2 separate regions of the Mus musculus genome follow, and region 1 is linked to region 2. Evidence: chromatin contacts called from public HiChIP or PLAC-seq data. All regions are on one chromosome and are shown on one strand. Each heading gives the region's core, a stretch centred on a gene start, on an enhancer-like site or on the middle of the called end of the contact. The rest is flanking DNA. Distances are from core to core; before and after follow the strand shown. Region 1 overlaps Micu1 (mitochondrial calcium uptake 1). Region 2 overlaps Mcu (mitochondrial calcium uniporter).

The links. HiChIP or PLAC-seq counts read pairs in DNA pulled down with a chosen protein or histone mark.
Region 1: a FOXA1 HiChIP or PLAC-seq map of pancreatic cancer cells shows a contact between it and region 2. The contact joins two enhancer-like sites. A contact is called at or near these places in 5 of 39 promoter capture datasets (the C10 cell line, the HPC-7 cell line, cranial neural crest and 2 more), 1 of 15 datasets of contacts at CTCF or cohesin (the NIH/3T3 cell line), 3 of 484 Hi-C or Micro-C datasets (bone marrow-derived macrophages, long-term hematopoietic stem cells and muscle stem cells), 6 of 115 datasets of contacts at active chromatin or transcription factors (embryonic stem cells, extraembryonic endoderm stem cells, forebrain and 1 more) and 1 of 9 other capture datasets (liver).

What each region holds. Positions count from the first base shown.
Region 1 is chr10:59,820,664-59,826,975 of GRCm38.p6, reverse strand. The region is part of intron 8 of Micu1 (mitochondrial calcium uptake 1); the gene reads right to left. Among named protein-coding and RNA genes, the nearest start is that of Gm23803, 6.0 kb to the right of the region's middle. Within about 2 kb of position 1,390, at least 91 of the 459 cell types and tissues checked have an H3K27ac peak or open chromatin away from gene starts, as enhancers often do. A contact at or near this core is called in muscle stem cells and pancreatic cancer cells, where this site is marked.
Region 2 is chr10:59,537,801-59,544,794 of GRCm38.p6, reverse strand. All of the region lies in intron 1 of Mcu (mitochondrial calcium uniporter), which reads left to right. Among named protein-coding and RNA genes, the nearest start is that of Gm40671, 34 kb to the left of the region's middle. Within about 2 kb of position 5,159, at least 171 of the 459 cell types and tissues checked have an H3K27ac peak or open chromatin away from gene starts, as enhancers often do. A contact at or near this core is called in muscle stem cells and pancreatic cancer cells, where this site is marked.

The DNA of each region.
Region 1 (6,312 bases), core at 141-2,640, 290 kb before region 2:
AGTTAAACTCAGAACAGACAACCCCTCCCCATCCCCCCTTGGGTCAGGAGCATCCTTGAGGAACAGGGCCAATTTTAAAACTATAGAAAATTTCACAATTTTTCTCTTTTCTTCTTTTTAGACAGGCTCTCACTATGAGTTCCTGGCTGGCCTGGGACTCAGCATGTAGACCATGCTGGCCTCGAACTCACAGAGCTCTGCCTGCCTCTGCCTCCTGAGTTCGAGAGTTCATACATTAATAGTAATAACCAGTCTCTAAGATCATCCATGACCTTGCTTCTTAGAGAAGACTTAAAATAAGGATTTTAAGTCTTATCAATCATGCTTATGCAAAAATCAAATAGATCCCTAAGGATTTCAAACAAGCGTAATGTAATTAACAAGTTTTCTCAAAAAGGATATCTGAATGATAGGACATCAATAATGCTTAAGAGAAATATGTAACAAGACAAAGAACCTTGAGCTAATCTAAGCTTATCAGAGCACTGAGATTTCATTTAGAAACAGGACAAGGAAGCTCTCTTGGTCCCAGTTGCAATGTTAGTTCTATGTAATATGTAACACGTAATGTTGAGGTTTGGTCTTTTGCTATGTATTAGAATTATATTATTATAATGTATTATAATGCTAAATACTGGTCCCTAAGGCCTGGTTGCCCCCAAGGATGAGAAAATCTGCACATAGACTCAAGTGATGCAATGTCACCTTGACCCCTAAGTTACTCCTGATTGGTGAATGAAGATGCCTACAGCCTATAGCTGGGCAGAATTGATATAGGCAGGGCTTGGAGTTCCCAGGCTTGGGATCTGAGGAGACCATGAGAGAGGGAGAGGATGGGAGAAGAAGATGTCATGGGTAGGAGAGTCATGAAAGCATGGCTATGAGGACTGGCCAACTGAAGTTAAGAGCAGTTCAGACGAAACATGGAGAATTATAACTCAGGGTTATTAATGGGGAAATAGATTCTAATAGCTTAGAGGGTGGATATCTGCCCAGCTCTAGTGCTGATTAAGGCTAATAATAATAATAATAATAATTATAAAAGGCAGGGTAGGCCTAGTGGCCAAGTAGGGGCCAAAAGGACAGGAGGATGGTAGAATGTCCTCACACTCCCACATGGCAGGGTTGATCTGCTCTCCTGAGAGGGAGTTCACAGATGTCAGATGGTACTAAGTAAGTTCATGTCAACAAGCATGTCCCCACCGTCTTCTCCTTGTCCAGCACTGTGTGAGTCACCGTGCGGCATGGGAAGGAAGATCCCTGGGGACCTCTGCTAGGCAGATGACACATGTAAGACAGTGATAAAAATGGAAATATCCAAGAGTAGATTCTTTCCAGTCTTGCTTCCTCCCTCATGAGTCACAGAGTATACAAGCCACAAGAACTACACCGCAATAACAACTCTTTACTGCGCATGCACCTCACTCCAGAAGTTCCCCGTACACTCTCTCATTTAAATCTTTGTCAGGTCGGTGGAGCTTCTTGGCTCTGCTTTGCAGACAAGAAGCCTGAGGCAACGTGCAATTGACTAAGCTGGGTTAGCAGATGTAGTCCATCTGGATTCACAAAATTCCCTACTTCTCTGCAACCTTCAGGGCAGCACCCTGATATTCTGAATAAGCTACAACAGTGGGGAGGAGGGGCGGGGCCGAGAGCCGGCTGAAGGAAAGCACAACTCCTCCTGCAAAGGAATCGACATCACCACCACAGGCCAGAGGCTCCTTTCCCACTCGGGCCCACAGCAGTTCCCATCCGTCACTCCGTCTCTTGCACAGAACTGATTAATTTCTGACAAAACCCAAAGTTTTGGGGGGATTCGATTTAAGTTTGATTTATGGCTCAATTTGCCATCCTGAAACAAAACGGAGGAACTGATAAAAATTCTGAAAGCGGGCAACGTTTTGCACTGTTTAAAGCAGGTTTCCCGTAGGGTCAGATGGCTGAGCTGGAGTTGACCATACAGAATGTATTTACAGGCAGGGTCTACCCCAAAGCTGTGCCCCGCGGCTCTCTGGGCTGGCCTGGAGGATCTGGATAGACATGCCTGCCTTTCTGGAACTCCCTACCAGGGTGGAACAAGGCAGATTCGAAGTTGAAATGCTTCTTGTTTGTAAACCTGACAGCGGCTGGCTTGCTCAGGGTTCATGAAAAGCCTTCAGTTTCCACCCTCTAAAGGCACAAACATTCCTCTGTTGTGTTTCAAGGGCAGTTTCTAGGGGAGAGCCTCAAGTAGCAATTTCAATGCTCAAATTAGTATTTTTACTAGTTTTTGAAGACACAAACTTGGCTTTTGGTAACATGTTCCACTATTATCAAGCAATTAGAACCCAAAAGGCTTAAACATCAATATTTGTCCTTTCTGCAGCCTGGCCGACTTCAAAACTCATGGCTTCAGCTCTATGCTTTCACTTTGGACAGCCAGCATCTCTCAGTTTAGCCTACGGGGTCTTCTGGGGTAAAGCTACCTAATGAGGTTTTTCATGTTGCAGAGGATCAGGGTCTTGTGCATACCAGGCAAGGGCTCTACACTGAGCTCCAGCCCCAAGCCATTAGGTTCTGAGGGCTTAAATGAGGCCAAGCTGGCAGGGGTGCGGTGGGGTGGGGTGGGGTGGGGTGGGGGTAGAGGGCGTGTGTGTGTGTGGGGGGGGAAGGTAGGTGGTAGGTGTTTCACACACTACATCTGCTAACAGACACAAACATTCTACTTGTTCAACATTTTAAAGTTGAAGACCTACTAAATGGTAGTTTGGGAGTTTTGAGGACTGCATTTCGGGGATCTACTGACTAAAATGTCAAGGGCCATGGATAGATGTTACATGGCTGGAGAGATCATGTGTACACTTATTTTTTTGACATAGACTTCTCACTGTGCAGCCCACACTGGCCTCAACCTCATGATCCTGCTGCCTCAGCTCTCTAAGTGTGCCCCGCCATGCCTGACTCCCATCTTGTATTCTTTCTTAGCATTTCTGTTGCCATGAAGAGACACCTTGACCATGGCAACTCTTAAAAAGGAAAACATTTCATTGGTGCTGGCTTACAGGCTCAGAGGTTTAGTTTATTGTCATCACTGGTGCGATATCTGGTGGTGTGTAGGCAGACATGGGGCTGAGAGAGCTACATCTTGATCTGTAGGCAGCACAGGCAACTGTGCAACCATACTGGGTAGAGCTTGAGCATAGATGACCTCAAAGCCCTCCTACACAGTGATGACACACTTCCTTCAATAAGGTCACACCTCCTAAGAGTGCCACTTCCTATGGGCCAAGCATTCTAATGAGTCTACAGGGGCCACTCCTATTCAAACCACCACATATTTTTTTAAAATTTAATTTGTAATTTATTTTTTACACCCCATATTCCATTCCCCACCCCTCCCCTCCCACCCTCCAACTGCTCCACATCCCACACCTCCTCCCCACCACACCCCGTCTCCACACGGATGCCCGCACCCTCCACCCCATCTGACCTCTAAACTCCCTGGGGCCTCCAGTCTCTTGAGGGTTAGGTGCATCATCTCTGAATGAACCTAGACCTGGAAGCCCTCTACTGTATGTGTGTTGGGGGCCTCATATCAATCAGGATATGTTAAATCCTGACAAACCTGCAGGTGCGCCCTTGGAGTGTCACAGGCATGTAATCAGTCCTCCAGGTCACCGAGGGCCTCAAGGAGAGACCCAGGTAATTACAAAATTATCATAGTGCAGAAAACAACTGTGTATCTTGGAAGCAGTCTGCATTACCGGCTTGCACGACTTAGCAAACACATGCCCCACTTAAACTGGGGTCCCTTAAGCTCTGCTTCAGTGACAGTTAAGGGATTCTATTTTCCTTCGCCCTGTGGCGAAGAACGTGCGCAGGCAGGCCAGCACATCACTGACCATCTGTCTGCCTACCCATGTTTCACAGGCAGCTGCCCAGGCTTGTGGCTTCCCTATGCAGCCGCGACCACATTCTCAACCGCATACAAGCTTCCTGTTGACCCCAGGGGCTGCAGGGCCACAAAGAAGGGCCAAAAAAGAGAAGACAGCGAACACTGGGAGATTCTTCCTGGCTTTCTAAACACAGTGCACCTTTCCTTCCCACCCCTGCTCCTTGGTGACAGGAGGGCTAGTCTTTTGGAAGGACAGATAATATACATTTAGCTATATGATACCTATCTATCTATCTATCTATCTATCTATCTATCTATCTATCTATCTATCTATCTACCCGAGGAAGATGAAAAGCTAGGGAGAAAAAAATACATGTTTTATTACAAGTGCCAAAAAATGAGGCTAAAACGAGTAGAAGGAGAGAGAAATCAGTGTCTGAGAGTGTGTCACTGCTCAGCAAAGGCTTTGGAGGGCGCTGCACTCTGGGATGAGGAAAGCCCGTGTGCTCCTCTGTACAGTTACAACCTCTGCAAATCCCTCCCTATATCCGTGTTTCAGAATGACAGGCTTCCCCAGGCCTTTCCTAGCTTCTGAACCGCACAGAGCCACACTGCACAGTGACCTCAGGCCACTTAGCCAGACACATCTGTGCTCTTCAGTGGGACAGAACGGCAGGGCCTCTGTGCCATTGTTCTTTCTGTCTGGAGTTTCATACCACTAGTTCATGAAAAGGAAAAAGGCTTACAGGCACCATTCTCTATGGGAGCCCTCCTCTTAAGGGAATCGTGACGTATTTTAAAGTTTGAGTTGAAATCTGTTTATGTAATGGACGGGCGTCTCTCAACACAAGAGGAATCTTTACTGTCTGGTGCAGGTTGTCTCCTGGCAAGTGGAGAAAGAAGGTCTACAGTCTGGAATGCGGGCACCACAGCTCACTGCTCAGCAAGGGCTAACAGGATGATCCCAGTCGCCATGACATTACAGAGTATTAGCTAAACTGCTACACTTCTCTGGGTTTTGTGGTGCTGGGTCCTTGTGCATGCTGGGAAATTATTTTACTTCTGCATGATATGCCTGGCCTAAACTAAACTATATTTTTCAATTCCAAATCTTAAGACTTCTTACATTTTAAAAGACTGGTTAAGCTGGAGCCAGGTGGCAAACACCTTTAACACCTTTAATTCCAGCACTCAAGGCTGGGCGTGGTGGCTCATGCCTTTGTCCCAGTGCTGAGGAGGCAGACCTCTGAAGTGGAGGCCAGCCTGGTTCACACAGTGCTCCAGGGTAAACCTTGCTTGTCTTCTGTGGCTGTTTTGTTGGGCCTGGGAAATGTGGTACGCTCCTACAGTCCTCACTACATGGAAGGTTGAGGAGGGAAGATCACTGAGCCTGTGGATTTAAGACCTGCCCCAGTGGATTGTTGAGATCTGACCCGCCCCGCCCCGCCCCGCCCACTCCCCACCTCCCACCCCCACAGTATAGCTGTAGCCATTTTGTCCCATGCCTGCCACCAGCTATTTCATACTGTTGCTGTAACATGCCTGCCAGTTGCTGACACAGAGAAGTGACCTGACTCAGAGCAGGGTCATGCTGACCACATGCCCTGTTATGTTCTGTATGAGGGTTGTTAATCTTAGGAAATTCCACAAAGCTTTATGTAGGACTCATCAAGTTAAAGGTCAATATGAACTGTTCTGTCTAAAATGGCTTGAGTCAGAGCTGACCACTGGGCAGCACTTCTCGCACCTGTCTATGAGCTCATTGTGTTATTATTATTGTTGTTGTCATTATTATTATTATTTATAAGCTGACAGAAAAAGATGTCTGTTGTCATAGTTTAGATAATTCTGAGTTATGACCCTGGTCTGACCGGTATTAAGGTATGCAGTCAAGAAACTACTCTTGCTTAATTGAGATTGGTATTCCTATTGATTTGTGTGGCGACTCTGGACCCTAACACAATTAGAAGGATGGAAACTGGGACTGTGACCAAATCAGCTGACTGAATCATGAGTCAAAATCATTAGTCAGACCAAGAAGGGGTCTAACTGTCGGTCTGAGAGTCCCACGTGGTATGCAGACATACATGCAGGCAAAACACCCATACATATGAAAATAGGGACAGTGATATTAATATAAGATAAAAATGTTTGCCCTTTGTTAAAGGACGGTAAATTTTTCTGCTCAGTTGGACTATCTTTTAACTTTGTTTAGGTCTATTTTATGTATGGAAATCTTCATTATAGCTAGATATGTAGGTAAAAAAAAAACTGGTTATGCCTAAGAACTCTTTCCTGGTAAGGTAAGAAACTAAATATTCACCTGTACTTTCTTTATTTTCCTTTGTTTGAGACCAAGTCTGACTATAATGCCCAAAGTTCCCTTTCATAGACCAGGCTGGCCATGACCTTTTTATCCTCTTTCCTCACACCTGGAA
Region 2 (6,994 bases), core at 3,910-6,409:
TCCCCAAGTAATTACCTGTAGAGATTGGAAGTCAGAAGGAGGGGTGAAGAAGATGGGGTGTGGTCAGGGTCTGCTGGTTTTGCCACAAATTGACAGGTTACACGAAGCATTAAATTATGTGACTCTTCTGTTAATGGAAAGCATACGGTGAGAGACAATCAGGAAATGCCTATGGTATATTTAGAGAGTAGCTCAGTGGTAGAGCATTGGCTGAGCATGCACATTGCCTTTGATCTGCTGCAGGACCCCTCCAAACACAGCAAGGACCATTAACGGACCTGCTAAAAAGTTAACCTCCGTGCTATTGTGTTTCTGTGAGCAAAATAAGTACAGAGGGCGTGAAAGAGGCGCTGTACACACAACACCGTGAGACTCGGAAAGCGAGACAGCCTAAAAAACGTTATGTGTTAAAAACATCACAGATCAGAAGGCCATACCATGAGGGTGACAGCCAGACCATTCTGCATATTCAACATGACTGCTATCAAAAGTCCCACTCCATTTTTGCATAAATTGGAAGTAGACATTAAAAATCACATGAGAATAGGTGAAAGAACAAAGTTTGAGGACTCTGCTTCCGGCGTTCGAAACTTACTACAAAGCAGAATTGATCGAAGCAACACGGACAGAGCATGAAGATGAACAGTGGAACAGAAGTGAGACCCTCAGATGAATCGTCACATCCATGGGTCATTGTTTCCCTCCTCATGGGTGCTGGGGGATGAGCACTTTCCGTGTGGATGCGCAACACATGGTCAACACAGTCCAGTAAGTGGCCAGTGAGCATGCGAAGGGATGCTTGCGATCGCTAGACAGTTAGGAAACAAAACTGGAAAATACGGTGCAATTCCTCCTCAGACTCACTAGGATGGCTGTAAAGGTCTGCCCGTGAGGGAATGAAACCCTCTGGTGCTGTTGGGAACATGAAGCCATGGGACTCAGTCTGGAAAACGGCTGAGCAGTTCCTCAGAATGTTTACTATGCCTTTCACTTACGATGTGGCAATTTGACTTCTAGATATACATGCCAAAGAAATAAAAGCACATGCGCACACAAACACTTGTACTCATGTGTATAGCAACCTCATTCAGAGCAGCCCCAAAGCAGAAAACACCCAGATCCATTAGCCGAGTGCAGAATGTGGTATGTCTATACAGCAGGACTGTTCACCCACAGGAAGAGAGAAATCGTGTCAAGTGACGTAACATGAGTGAACTTTGACAGCAAGCCAGCTGTCTGATTGCATTGTATGAAGTGTCCAGGATTGGTAGATTCACAGAGACAGAAAGTGGGTTAGTGGTTAGTGGTTACCGGAAGCCAGGGGAAACGGGAAAGACACGTGAGAATAAGCATAGGATTTCTCTTTGCCGTAATAAAAACCCTCTGAAAGGGCAGAGTGGTAATGGTTACATAACTCCAAATGTAACAAGACCGCCCATGTATACACTTTAAAATGTGACTTTTATGAAATATAAATTACATATCAAATGTATGTTTTAAAACTCCCATTGGGGAAGGACGTGGGAAATTAAATCTGCCAGTTCTTGCAAATGCTTGGCTGGTATAGATTTGTGTGTGAGTCTCTGTGTGTGTCTGGTGTGGATGAGTTAGGAAGAGTGGAAGCAAGATACCACAGTCATCTCTTGTTAAGTAAGTTTCCACAATCCCACGTGCAGAGCAGGAGCACCGGGGCTTCGAGATTCGAATGAGACCACACAGCCCCTCTTATGATTGGCCTCCTAAACTTCTCGCCATCTAGGAAGGTCTAGGGAAGACTTGGAATAGCAGTGGCTGCATTTTGCCTTGTCATCTGCATCCTAGTTGTCCCCCATGTAAATATCTTTCTCACACTCACAGGGTCATTACGAGACGAGAGTCAAATCTGATTTTAGATGGAGGTCTGCCAGTTGTCAAGCTAGCCTGCTGGTCTGAGTTCACTCCCATAAATGCAAAAGAAGAACCAGCCCTGTGAACCAGTCCTCTCGGACCTACATACTTGTGTGCTGGCAGGGGAGACCACACACTTACGTCACGTGCATGTACATGTGCCCATGTGCATGTGTGCACACTCCTGCTATTACCACTAAACTTTTTTAAATTAAAAAAAAATTTAAGATGGGAAAAGGAGCCTTAAGGAATTAAACACAGCCTCTAAGTATAATACAAACACATGAAATAATGGATGATGTTTTAACTTGGTGACATTGTGGTGGCCGCTTAATATACACTGTGATGGTCTGATATGCAGAGATATCTGGTTAATTTTTGTTTTCCCACCTTAACACAGTTTTCGGAATTGGAGCGCTGGTATGGGAGGAAAGGGAGAAGCTCGGAGCGGAGTTATCCGCACGCAGGGCCTGGCCTCTTGTTACTAGCGGCCAGGAGACTTTGGAATCGAACTTGTCAGTTAAGGAGTGCACGGAGAGGAACTTGTCAAGGTGGAGGCAGCTTGAAGCCACCAGGGACCTGTTTGTTTAGCTATGGAGACTAATCGTGTTTTCAGCCTGGCTGCAAACATTTGGGATTTCCCAGTGGCTTACTTTGCTTCTGGATACAGCCTCCTGACTTTCCTAGATTTCACATGAACCAGTGTGGAGTTAAAGCCTGCTTAAGGTTAGCTGGGTTATAGGTGGTGTGGACTCCCAGCTTCTGTCCCCCAAAAACAACAGTGCTGGAGATGCGGGGCATCATTTACTTACCCCATTTTTTAGCTAAAACCAATCTTTGGGACTCAGTCTGGAGAGTCCTATAGCTGAACATATGCAGATGTTTTTGTCTTAGGAACCACTGAGAGAACTTTACTCAAGCTAATTCCTAGGTGAAGAATGAGCAAAAGCTGTTTCATTTCCAACATCCCTTAGGAAAAGAGGAATATTCTCACGCCAGTTTCTCCCCACCCCACTTGTCTTGGTGGCTGTGATACATTTACGGTCCTTGCAGATCAGCCAAAAGGGTAATGATCCTCAAGCCCGGCTAGCGACGAGATCTCTATAGAGGATGCTAACAGAGCGGACACTGACTTAGCACCATCCCTGGGCAGCATCTGCAGAGGCAGGAAGTACCCTCTCGTCTCCATCAGATGTCTGGGTCTGGGATCCCTTCCATGAGAGAAACTCTGAGGGCTGCCAGGACTCTGCAGACTTCTCGCTCCAGTTCCTGGATCGTGAGTCTCTGCATTGTGTTCCGGAATCTTCCATCACCCTTGCTGACTAGAACCAAAATGAAGAACAAGGGCTGCCTGGCCATGCATTCAGGAACCAGGAGCACTAACTGTCGGTAGACAATGCGGGCTGCTTAGGTGTGTTCATTCCTGTGCCCTCGAGTGCCACCTACATCCCTGCCTTCACGGTATGCGTGTTCCCTCCCCATCCTCTCTCATCCCCTTGCACTTACAAATCCTACCTAGCCCAGCACTTGGGAGGCTGAAGCTGGAGGATCAGGCCAGCTTTGGTAACACAGCAGTTAAAATGCACCAGCCCCCCCCCCAGGTTGCTTTATTTTTTCACTTCATCAGGATGTGCGTCTGGTTGTTCCTCTCACTAGTTGTTTAGTTCCTTACATATGTGCACATCAAGCCAGAGGTTACCCTGAGTAGTGCAGCTGTCTAGCCTTGAACCAACTTAGCGCAGAACTAGGCAAGGCCTTGAGACTGGTGGTGTCTAACCTGAAGCCAGCAGTTCTACAGGAAAGTGTGAAGGGAGTTCTCATCTATAAAAAAAGAAACAGTAACTCAATTGACGTGAGGTTTGCAGAATGCACTTTAAGCATAATCAATATCTACCTTAAGTACTTCATTAAATAGTTTGATTGAAGTCACCGAGTTGCACATCCATCCTCCATGCTGGCTAGAGACGTCATCATGGAGACTGCTTTCAAGATGGATCTTATCACTTGGTAGAGGTATGCTGTGTGCTTACCTCTAGAAAGCAGGTTTCTAGTCTGCTTTCTTTTGTGGGAAAAGTCCAAGAGTGGAATGCCCAAGTTAAACCTTACAGGATAGAGATGGGGAAGGGATTGTTGTAAATCATTAATATAGAGCAGACACGGTTTATTTTTTCTCCAAAGAAAAGAGAAAGCAGGGAGTTTTCCAGGCAAAGCATACAGATAGGGGGTGGTAGGGAATGGCCTGCACCCCTAAAAGGATGCCTGCAGGAAGGGCCTTCCATGCTGACCTCCAAAGGCTAGGAGTGTGACTGGGCAAAATATTCACCTGCATCTGCCCTCTCTCCTTTCCTTCTTAGAAAATCTTTTACCGTGTCCTCAACTCTTCAGTTTTCAACCACAGATTAAGGAAAGGCTCATTAGAAAGTCTGAGGCCATAGGCGTTAAAGAAATTATCAACCCCCCAAAGTCAATATCCAATTACTATACCATTTTGGCTGTTCCACACAATTAACCCTGCTGCAGAGTCCAAGGGAGGCCAGGGGAAGACCCACGCTGCTGGGTGCTATGGCTTCTGGCTTAGTCCTTCCTATTGTGGGGAGACCCACACTGCTGGGTGCTGTGGCTTCTGGCTTAGTCCTTCCTGTTGTGGGAGACCCACACTGCTGGGTGCTGTGGCTTCTGGGTTAACCCACTGTGCTGTACTGCAGGGGTGGGTAGCCCCAGGCCTGGATCTAGGAGGTGTCAGCATTCCAAATAGACTTTATTCTACTTTGCCTTGAGACCCAAAGCGAATGACAGGCAGAGAGGGGCAAGATTTGATCAGAGGCAAAGGGGAGCATGAAGGATTTTGCTTTCTTAGTTTTCATTTTTCAGCTCCTATCCAAGTAATAACCGCCCCATTGGGAGGATGCGGCTCAGTTTTATTAGATCTCCTTGAAAAGTGTCCCTCAGTGCAGATAGCAACTGCCGGGTTTAAAGCTAACTAACGTGAATGTGATTCATTAACTTTAAAATCGAGCTCCGGGGTAGTCACGTCTGATTTTCCTGAATTTTGTTGAGAGCAAATGGAATCTTTTCAGTGGACTGCATTTAGCTGTAGGAGAGAGGTTGAAGAATTGGCAATGGGCTTGCTGGAAAGTCCCACAAAGCAGTTGTCTGTAGGGATTAAATCTCTGACTGTCCTTGTCTGTCAGGAAAAGCCCTCTGGGTTGTGGGCAGCTCCCAGCAATGCTAATGTGCTGCTGTCCAGGGAGGCGGAGCAGCAGCCTGCTAGGTTCAGAGCAGCGGTGGCGGCGGCGGCGGGGAAAGCCTGGCCGTAGGTGTGCGTGGGCGAGAGCTGGGCGCGCTCCGCCTGAAGTGTGCAGAACAGCAGCCATATCTTGCCACGGGGATCCCTCCCCCCAAGAGCAATTCGGGTAATTCCTAAATGCTAATGCATTTCAGCACCAGAGTGGCCCGTGCTCTTGTTGCAGAGAGGAGCAGGAAAGCATGAAGAGAATGATTTAAAACGCCAATCAGTTTCTGGAGAACGTAGCTTTTACTCCCTTGATGAAGCTGTTCAAGAAGGACCTTGCTGTTGCCAAATGAGTTTGCGATTCTAGGATGCACAGGCAGGGGTGGCCCTTGTTCTCCCTCACCTAGAGTTCTCCTGCCCCTAGCTCAGTGGTTCAGGACCTTCCTCGTCCCGTGACCCCTTAATAAAGTTCCTCATGTTGTGCTGACCCCCAGCCACAACACTATTTTTGTTGCTACTCCATAACTGTAATCTTGGATAATAGAGGGTTTTGTCAGAGGGATCGCGACCCCCAGGTTGAGAACCACTGTTGTAGCTGCTAGGCATGCAGCTGCCCTTGCGTGATCCAGCAGGAGAATCTCCTCAGCTCCCTCACACAGTGAGCGGAACGCCTGGTGGTGGCCGCCTCTCCAGACAACCCTGCCTGCGCTGCTGCCAGTCAGGGCTTTCCTCATAACCTTGGTGCTTCTGCGGCAAGGTTAGTGGTTGAGCTTACCACACTTGTCATCTCTGCCTTCACACACCATCCTGATTCCTCCCCAGCCACCCCTCCCACTGGGGTCCCGTAAAGTTGCAGGTGGTATGCAGAGACTGAGGGTGACATTTTAAAAACACACCAGAGTTTTGTTTTTGTTTTTATTTTAAATGGTCATAATAGAAACCCCAGTGTCTAAAAACATTCTGTGACCGTCACATTTAGTGGCAGCTTAGAGGAAACTGAATATGAAAGAGCCAGAGGTACTCTAGGGAGGCACGCTTGCTCAGTAGCTATTTATCTGGGGTTGAGATGAGCTGCTTTTATGTGTTGGTATGTAGTCAAGAATTGCGTTTTCTTTCTCACTTTGAGTGTCTATGTAAATTCTCCAAGTGGAAATGAAGCTCCATTTATCTCCGAGTGTCCCCGGGCCAGGCTTCTGTAAGACCTCACAAGGCTGCGGGTTTTCATCTTATTTTAATTTGCAAGAAAAGCACTATAATGCATGTGTAGCCATTTATTTTAATCTAGTGTCAGTTGTCGGTGTAATCATGGAAATGAATGAAGGGATCCCTGAGACAAAGGAGGTTTTTATAGAAATCAAAGGAGCGTTGCTCAGCAACTCTTAATTAATAGTTGTTTACTGACTGTGTATTCCAGGGACATGTCGAGCAATTTAGGGATCCTGAAGAAAATAGCCACTTCCTCCACTCCAAGCCGCTTCTCTCCAGTTTGAGAGGAGAGTTACAAGACTCAAGGAAGGCAGTTTACTACAGTGAACACACAAGATGACAGATCGCCAGTGTGGTAGCACATACCTTAAATCCCAGCCCTCAGAAGACAGAGGCAGGCAGCTCTCTGAGTTCGAGGCCAGTCTGGCCTACGTAGTGAGTTCCAGAGAGCCAGAGCTACATAGTGAGACCCTGTCTTAAAAAATAAAATAAAATAAAATAAAATAAAATAAAGACACTTTAGTAGACTGATCTGTTGAGAGATCATTTCAGTAGGTATGAATTGCAGAGTCAGAGGCAACACCAGTTTGTAGTCCCGGCTGGCTGTGGGGTTTTGGCAGGGTTGGTTCAATAGCTGGGCTGCTGTGGACTGCACTGGAATGTTAGGGA